Regions from separate parts of the Arabidopsis thaliana genome. Here region 2 is linked to region 1. Evidence: chromatin contacts called from public targeted proximity ligation data. All regions are on one chromosome and are shown on one strand. The core of a region is the stretch at or near the end of the contact, and the rest is flanking DNA. Distances in the headings are between cores, read along the strand shown. Region 1 holds the start of TLP10 (tubby like protein 10). Region 2 holds the start of AT1G25370 (hypothetical protein (DUF1639)).

The links.
Region 2: a targeted proximity ligation map of shoot shows a contact between it and region 1, with 10 read pairs. A contact is called at or near these places in 3 of 26 Hi-C or Micro-C datasets (callus, root and seedling) and 1 of 2 datasets of targeted methods (shoot).

What each region holds. Positions count from the first base shown.
Region 1 is chr1:8,861,339-8,865,592 of TAIR10.1, forward strand. TLP10 (tubby like protein 10) reads left to right here and starts at 2,430. Exons shown (of 5, transcript NM_102338.3): 1 at 2,430-2,925; 2 at 3,533-3,988; 3 at 4,087-4,174. The coding sequence starts at 3,623. AT1G25277 reads left to right here and starts at 396. Exons shown (of 3, transcript NM_001332674.1): 1 at 396-789; 2 at 871-918; 3 at 1,182-1,459. The coding sequence starts at 513. The coding sequence ends at 713. AT1G25275 (thionin-like protein) reads left to right here. Exons shown (of 3, transcript NM_102337.5): 3 at 1-184.
Region 2 is chr1:8,896,326-8,900,378 of TAIR10.1, forward strand. AT1G25370 (hypothetical protein (DUF1639)) reads right to left here and starts at 2,786. Exons shown (of 3, transcript NM_102347.3): 1 at 1,881-2,786; 2 at 1,715-1,783; 3 at 1,239-1,623. The coding sequence starts at 2,609. The coding sequence ends at 1,721. AT1G25375 (Metallo-hydrolase/oxidoreductase superfamily protein) reads right to left here. Exons shown (of 12, transcript NM_102348.4): 12 at 3,785-4,053. The coding sequence ends at 3,954. AT1G25360 (Pentatricopeptide repeat (PPR) superfamily protein) reads left to right here. Exons shown (of 1, transcript NM_102346.2): 1 at 1-799. The coding sequence ends at 475.

The sequences.
Region 1 (4,254 bases), core at 1,180-3,679:
GTTGAGAACCGGATCAGCTGGTCTAACTGAAATCTAATTAATCAGTTTGCAACTATAACTTAAATCTAAAACTAAGAAGTAAGAACCGGCTTACTCACGTCTTGTCTTCTCTTTCGTCGTTAGATCCAAGCTGGGTCATCCAGCTCTATGGTAACCCAATTAGCAATACATACTCATGGCCCATTCTCAAAATTAATATATTACTCAAGTCAATAAAGAAGACCAAACGCATATATAGTCTCACTTTAACTTCAATCTCTGAAACTTTTTTTTGTTCACGTTAGACATATGATCTCTGAAAACCTAAGTTATTTAAACTGTGTGTATTACTTAAACATGGCAACATTCCCGAATTTAAAACTGTGTGTGATCTATTGTTTGTAGGTTTTCACATAGTTTGGATATTGAAAAGGATAGAAAACGTAGGGAGATGAATCATGACGCGTGTACATATAGACAAACGGTCAAACATGGCAACATTCCCCAAAAATTTTCCTTAGGTCTTTTAGTAAATGTTAACCCACAACTATAGATCTTCTTTTAAGAGAGGGAGAAGGAAAAAACAAAAACAAAGAAGACCTAACTATGAAAAAGGAAAGAAAATCGTAGCGAGGGAGAACAATGAAGGAGCAAGTGACGATATTGGCTACTCTTCTGATTGTGGTGGCTTTATGTTTTTTTCCAACCTTGATATGGTGGCGGAGGCTAAATAAGGACCCGGACCATATAGAAAGTTAGGCGCAGAAACATGCTACGACGCTTGCTCCACCGGCTGTGTTAATTCCGACAGTGAGTACTCTCTTCTTATCTTTTTTATCCGATCCTAAAGTTTCGATTTATATATCCGCTTAAATATTATCTCTTTTTCAGAATAAAAGCTGATCCGACGCCAACACAAATGCTACGTTCGATGTGGAGGTATATGTATAAATAATTAATCCTCTAACAGTATAATGAAACCGGACCGATCCATGATATTATATTTGTTTGATTGGTAACAAATTCAGATTTTGTATGGACATGAAACTTAATAAGTGTTTGTCTACTCGAATCAGATCATAAGTTGCGAAATGAGTTGGTTTTGTAAAAAAAGTTGCGAAATGAGTTGGTTTTGTAACTGATGAATGGAATCAAAAGCGGACTTGGAAGTGATGTTGATGCATGTACTTTGTAATTTGCAGGAGCCGAAGGGCCAAAGAGACTCGTGCCTAAACTTTAAAAGTCACCAAGATCCATAGATATAATTATGTTGTAATAACCAATAATGCAACTACTGCTAGATTATCATAATATGCTTTGTGCGGGAATATAATATTGGAATATAGATTCATAATTTATAAGAAAGTTTATACATCATACAGATTTGAATTAGTAGCATGACAAAAATATGCTATACGGACGATATACAGTTTGTAATCACACATAACTATAACAGTTTGTAAATTGATAAATTAGTGTCAAACATTGTTCTATTATGTATATAATGGATTATTAATGATCTTAGATTTTTAATAAATATTCAACATGCATGCTTAAATGTTAAAGTTAAGATAATTTATTTGAAGTATGCATGGTAATATTATAACACAACTTCTTGTATATGAGAAATTGTGAATCTATTCGCTAAAAGTAATGGTCACAAATGAGTTAGAATTCCTCAATGAGTCTGGATGATTTAAAGAAACCGATGGAGAACTTGAGGAGGAGACGAGAAGTATATGTTGTTGGATCAGTTAGACATGAAGGCTTGCTGATCGATCCAATTTTGATCGATCCAAATGATCAGAATCTAACCTCTATTAAAGAATTATAGATTGATAAATGATGGGTCGTCGTTCGTAATTAAACTACAGGAAAAAAGAAATTTGTCACCTGGTAATAAAAAAATGATATCATACAGTATTTGATAAACCATGCATAAACTAGTTTAAGATTCAAATATGAGAAAAGTGTCAAAATCCTAAATTATTCGTCTAATACATGGTTTTCGAAATAGATTAAACAAAATTTTCAAAAAGTTAATAATAACTTACTAAAGGATTGAATGGGGTTAGGTATGTTAATACATATATTTTATTGTATATTTTCTTCACAGATTACTCATTTACAACATTTATTTTAATTAAAATTTAACGATAGATAACAAACAAAATTTGACTTATATCCTTTTGTTAGAAAACAAAAAAAAAAACTTGATGTGATTATACAGCATATAATCAAAAATGAAATGATTTGTAGTATTATTATTCAGTGCTAACTGATAAGACTCCAAGTTCAACGGTGTTAAATCTTTCTATCAGTAACAAAAATTTGGTTAAAAAAGGTTTTAACTTTAACATATAAAAAAAGTCAAAATTATGGTTGAGTCTTCGCTTGATGCGAGGCGTAGGTCATGCGGCCTCGTGGACAATAATGCTTCACAATGTCCACTTATTACAATTTTCATTCTTTCTCTCTCTCTCTTTCTTCCAAAACACAAAAATTATTATATCAAAAAGCCAACAAGTAAGAGAAGAAAATAAGCATTTTTGTGAGAGTCCCTAGATTTATTTATATTTTCTTGCTGTCTCGTGAACTACTACTAAAGTAAAATCAAGAAAAAGCTCCTGAGTACTACTGGAAACAAAAAAGCAGAGAACAAGAGAAAAAAAAAAGAAGAAGACGACTTTATCTTTTTCTGGGTTTTGTTGTTCTTCTTTGACTTTATGGGTTCTTTTGTTTTAGATTTAGGCTCCTACAGATCTGCTTAAATCTCTGTGATCTTGTCTCTTAATTCTTCTGTTTACCCGTAATTTCCGGAGGATTCTCTTCTTGCTTTTCCCTGAGCTTCTGGATTTGGTCAGAGAAGCCTTAAGTTCAAAAGGATTTGGCTTTTGAAGATTGGTGTTAATTAAGCTTCTGGGTTTTCATCAGTTTGTCTAAAAGGTTCATCCTTTTCTCCTTCTCTCTTTGATGTTTATTGCAGTGAGATTCTATGTTCTAACCTCAAATCTCAGGTTTTTGGTATCGAATCTTTGTAATAAAACAGTTTTGTCTGAAATTAACTAAGATTTTGACTTTGTAGGTAGTAAATCAGATGAGTAAAATTTCATTTTGGGAAATACCTGATTGTTGTTGAATCTTTTAATGCTTTTGATTCTGTGTTGTTACATACGTCTCTGTTATCTCCAGTTTAAGTAAAGATTATTTGAGATTCTCTGTTAATATATCAAATTGAGTCCTGATTTAGCCTCCTATGATCTCAATTTTGGGGCATTTTTGGTGAGTTATCATCAAGATTCTCTTTGGTTGATTATTGTCTTTAAGAAAGAAAAAAAGCTATATTGGGGACATGACCTAGTTTCTTTATTGGGCATGCGATGCCTTGCATATCTCTTCTTTCCTAAGCTTTAGCGAAACACTCTTTCTCTTTTAGGCTCCACTTTACTTTTATGGCTCTTTTTCTTTTTATTTCTTACTTATTAAGAAGGTGACTCAGAATTGCCTTAGCTGAATGACTTTTTTTCTTGTGGGTGCTTATGTTAATGGACAGTGAGTGGAGTCTCTCATCTTAGTCTGAAGCTCTTTTTTTTGGATTTGAGCATTTCTGGTTTGAGAAGAATCTTGTGGAAACCAAAGAGAAATGTCGTTTCGAGGCATTGTTCAAGATTTGAGAGATGGGTTTGGGAGCTTGTCAAGGAGGAGTTTCGATTTTAGGCTCTCGAGTCTTCATAAAGGGAAAGCTCAGGGTTCTTCGTTCCGTGAGTATTCGTCATCCCGTGATCTCTTGTCGCCTGTGATAGTTCAGACAAGTAGATGGGCTAATCTTCCTCCAGAGTTACTCTTTGATGTGATCAAAAGATTAGAGGAAAGTGAGAGTAATTGGCCTGCAAGAAAACATGTTGTGGCTTGTGCTTCGGTTTGTCGGTCTTGGAGAGCTATGTGCCAAGAGATTGTTTTGGGGCCTGAAATCTGTGGGAAACTCACTTTCCCTGTTTCCCTCAAACAGGTTCGGTTTGCCCTCTACTGTTTCGCTAATTTGATGTTGTTTAAGGTCGTCAGACTACTGATGAAGATGTTTTTGTTTTGTGTTGTAAATTTTTCCAGCCAGGGCCTCGTGATGCAATGATTCAGTGTTTCATCAAAAGGGATAAATCAAAGCTAACATTTCACCTTTTTCTTTGTTTAAGTCCCGGTAAGCTGTTTTTAGGACTTAGCCTGCTTCTTTATGATGTTACTTAGTTTATGTCTAAATCAAGTTGAATAATGTTTTTT
Region 2 (4,053 bases), core at 1,536-4,035, 35 kb after region 1:
TGGCCAGTGGGAGGAAGTGGCAAGGGTACGTAAACTAATGCGGGATCGAGGTGTAAAAAAAGAAGTAGCTTGTAGTTGGATTGAAATGGAGACACAAGTGCATACATTTCTAGTTGATGATACATCACATCCAGAAGCAGAAGCTGTTTACATCTATCTTCAAGACCTGGGTAAAGAGATGAGGAGACTCGGGTATGTACCAGACACGAGCTTCGTGTTGCACGACGTAGAGTCTGATGGTCACAAGGAAGATATGTTGACAACTCATAGTGAGAAGATTGCGGTTGCTTTTGGGCTAATGAAACTTCCTCCGGGAACAACTATTAGGATTTTCAAGAACTTGAGGACTTGTGGAGATTGCCATAACTTCTTCAGGTTCTTGTCGTGGGTGGTGCAGCGAGACATTATCTTGAGAGACAGGAAGAGGTTTCATCATTTCCGGAATGGCGAGTGTTCTTGTGGTAACTTCTGGTAGCCGAGGTATTCATATTTGGCAATTCATTTAGACTTCATACATAGATTTTTTTGCAAGGAGAAAGCAATAGTGAATAAAAGAGACTCAAGGAGCAGCTTTTGAATCCTGAGTGTTATGTTGAAGACATGCCATGCCATATTCACTGTTCTTGCAGATTGCTATATCTCCTCTAGGCTCTAGCAAAATCCCTTACTCTAATAATACTTGCTTCCCAAGGAAACTAAAAGAAGCAACAATTGTAAGGCTTTTTTTTGTCCAAAGGCCCACAATTCTTAACAGATCTGACTTTCAGGTTATATATTTCTTCATTCTTACAAAGTCGAACGTCTTCTTTCTTTATTTCTTGACATAAGACAAAGTTGAACTATATATGTTAACATACTTAGTCAACTTGAACCCACTATTACAGAAGAGTCAAGTTAAGCACGGCAATTATTAATTAACCACATAAAAATCTTTGTTAAAACCAAACCGGAAGATGTTAACCAGCAAAGAACGAGTCAAAAGACACAACTCACGAAAGCGGAAACAAGCCAACGCGGGAAAACAAAACACACCCCACAAAACCAAATTGGTCTCAGCTTTTCATAGGAATCATTGTCCTTGCACTGACTTGAATCTCAAAGGTTCCTTATTTTGACTCAATCTCAAACGCATTGTACCATTAAAACTCTCTTCTTCACACATTTAAGATGTTCTTCATTGTCAGTTTAATGCATTAAGTAGATGAAAAGAGAAACAACAAAAGACAAGCCCCTTTGTTGTCTAATCTAATCCCACACAAGAATTTTGGAATATCCTCTGTCGGTGCATAAATTTCACTCAAAACAAATCTTGGTTTGCTTTCACTAGTTAATCATATCACACTAATTAAGCACACATGTGAGATTTAGATTGAGATTGAGTTCGACAGAGAAAACACTTTCCTCACAACACAGTCAAGATTTACCGAGAAAGAAGAAAACTTTAATTTGTATTAATCAACTGGAGACCTAAACGTTTTTGTATAGTTTTATTCAGAACAATTTAGAAGAAAGAATTAATCAAGAAAAATATTAGCAGAGGAAGAAGGAGCTTCTCAAGAACTTGACCCTCAATTCCAGAATTACACAAATTCATCATCATCATCATCATCATCTCTGCAGATTCTGTAAAAGCAACAATGAATCAGAATCTCTCAAACTAAAAAAGTCTCAAGCTTTTCAAATCCGTGATGATGATGATGATTGATGATTATACCTTGGTTTATTCTGGAACCTTATATGCATCATGTGTCACTTCAGTCAAATACAACCCTGGAAACAAACTCTGCAAAGAACAAAAAGAATCCAAATTTCAGTTTCAACAAAAATCTAACAAAAAAATTTCAAATCGTTCACCAAATTGCAAAATCTAAAAGACTTACATCGAGTTTTTTCTGAACAGTTTTGGACCGTTTCTTGGGCCGACGCGGTGCTCGGTGACCTACCATCCCAATGAAATCTTCTTCCATCTCCTTCTTCGATAGCTTCATAGAGAACATAGGACGCTTCTTCTCCGCTTCGACCACTCCGCCGCCGCCTCTCACCGGAGATGGATTCTTCACTACCTTCTCCTCAATCACAATTCCTTTATTGATCAAACTGTTGGATTCCGGTTCTTTACACGCTGCTGCTCTTCTTTTCCTTAGATTCCACGGCTTCACCGGAGGAATCATCTCCTTCTCTTGACCGGAACCAGAACCAGAACCAGAACCGTCGATTTGTTCCTCTTCCTCTTCGGTTACGCCTTTGTTAAACATCGATTGTGTGATCTTATCTGTCTCCGTCTTCAGATCCGACATAAGCTTCACCCTGAACTCTTCGATCCCTTCTTCGCTTCCCGATTTAAACGGTCGGCGATGATCGGAGTTACCGAATCGAAACGGCATCGAAACGGGAGAATCAGCGAATTCCAGAGGCGGAGATCGGCGTCGTAGTCGGTGATCGCCGCCGGGACCTCCTCCGTTGTTGTTGTTGTTGCTGATAGAGTCGATCTTCGTGCACTTGAGTTGTCTCTGATTCCCCCATAAGTTCGGGAGAGGGAAATTGTGAAGAGTCTTCGATCGTTGCTCAGGTCTCGTTGTCGTCGTCGTCATCTCACCGGGAAATACCATTGATTCTGTTGCACTTACTCTTTCTTCTTCTCTATTCGATCCACGAACCAGGAACGAATCAATCTCTTTCTCTTTCTCTACCAAACTCGAGAAAAATCGTTAGTTTTCAGATTCGCCGGAAAATTGTTACCGGCGGTGCGTTTTTTATTTTCTCGTTGTGCGTTTTTTGCTGTGATATACAAAGCTTCGTGTATATATACCAGAAATTTTTTAGGAAATTAATGTTGCATCGGAGGGTAAGTTCGGTAATTTCATTAGATGGTAGCTAAAATGCGCATGTGTTTGGGGTTTACATTTTCCCGGGTTCATTAACATTTTCCATTTTCAAGTAAGTCGGTGAATCAATAGCCGTTGGATTGCTTTAGTCTTTCATCTTAACCGTTTATTTTAACCCATCGCACAATCTCACTCGAAGCCTTTTTGTTTCCTTTTTTTTGTGTGAGTTTCTTCTCCGTTTCTAATAACACTTTTACTAGGTCAATTTGAAAAATTAAGATACCAATTTCCTTTTTTCGAAAATTTAATGGCTTCTAGTAATCTATAATTCGGTTACCTCAATATCTTAGGTCCTTTTTTTTTTTTTGATCAAAATATCTTAGGTCTAATCTATATGCATTAGAGAAAAAGTTTGTTACACAAAATAAAAATAACCGTTGGATTGCTTTAGTCTTTCATCTTAACCGTTTATTTTAACCCATCGCACAATCTCACTCGAAGCCTTTTTGTTTCCTTTTTTTTGTGTGAGTTTCTTCTCCGTTTCTAATAACACTTTTACTAGGTCAATTTGAAAAATTAAGATACCAATTTCCTTTTTTCGAAAATTTAATGGCTTCTAGTAATCTATAATTCGGTTACCTCAATATCTTAGGTCCTTTTTTTTTTTTTGATCAAAATATCTTAGGTCTAATCTATATGCATTAGAGAAAAAGTTTGTTACACAAAATAAAAATAAACTCCAAAGTCCAAAGTCTACTCGCTTTTCTCAAAGGATCAATTTAAAGTATGATCCAGGTATAATAAGCTGTGACATATCTTGCTCGAGAAACAAATCTCAAATCATTTGAATCTATATACAATTATCTGATAAATGTCAACTAAAAATATATTTATTAATGAATTTGAGAAGTTTCCATATTTATCTGACGACAAAAAAAAAAAAAAAAAAATCCAAACGACACTTTATAATTTCTAGTAGATATTTGAGAAGTAGTCAACTTTCCATTTTTGAAGTGTTTTTATTACCTATAATAATAATGAAGTTGAAGTTCTTAAAAAGGGTATATTACGAAATTTAACTTTTTACATGATTTATAGATCCCACAATCTTTTACTATGACTTACTCATCAAGATTCAATCTGGTTCTTCTTTTTGGATGTGTACAGAAGAAAATATCCAGCTCCTGCAGCCATCACTGACATAATGAAACCTGGCTTATTGATCTTG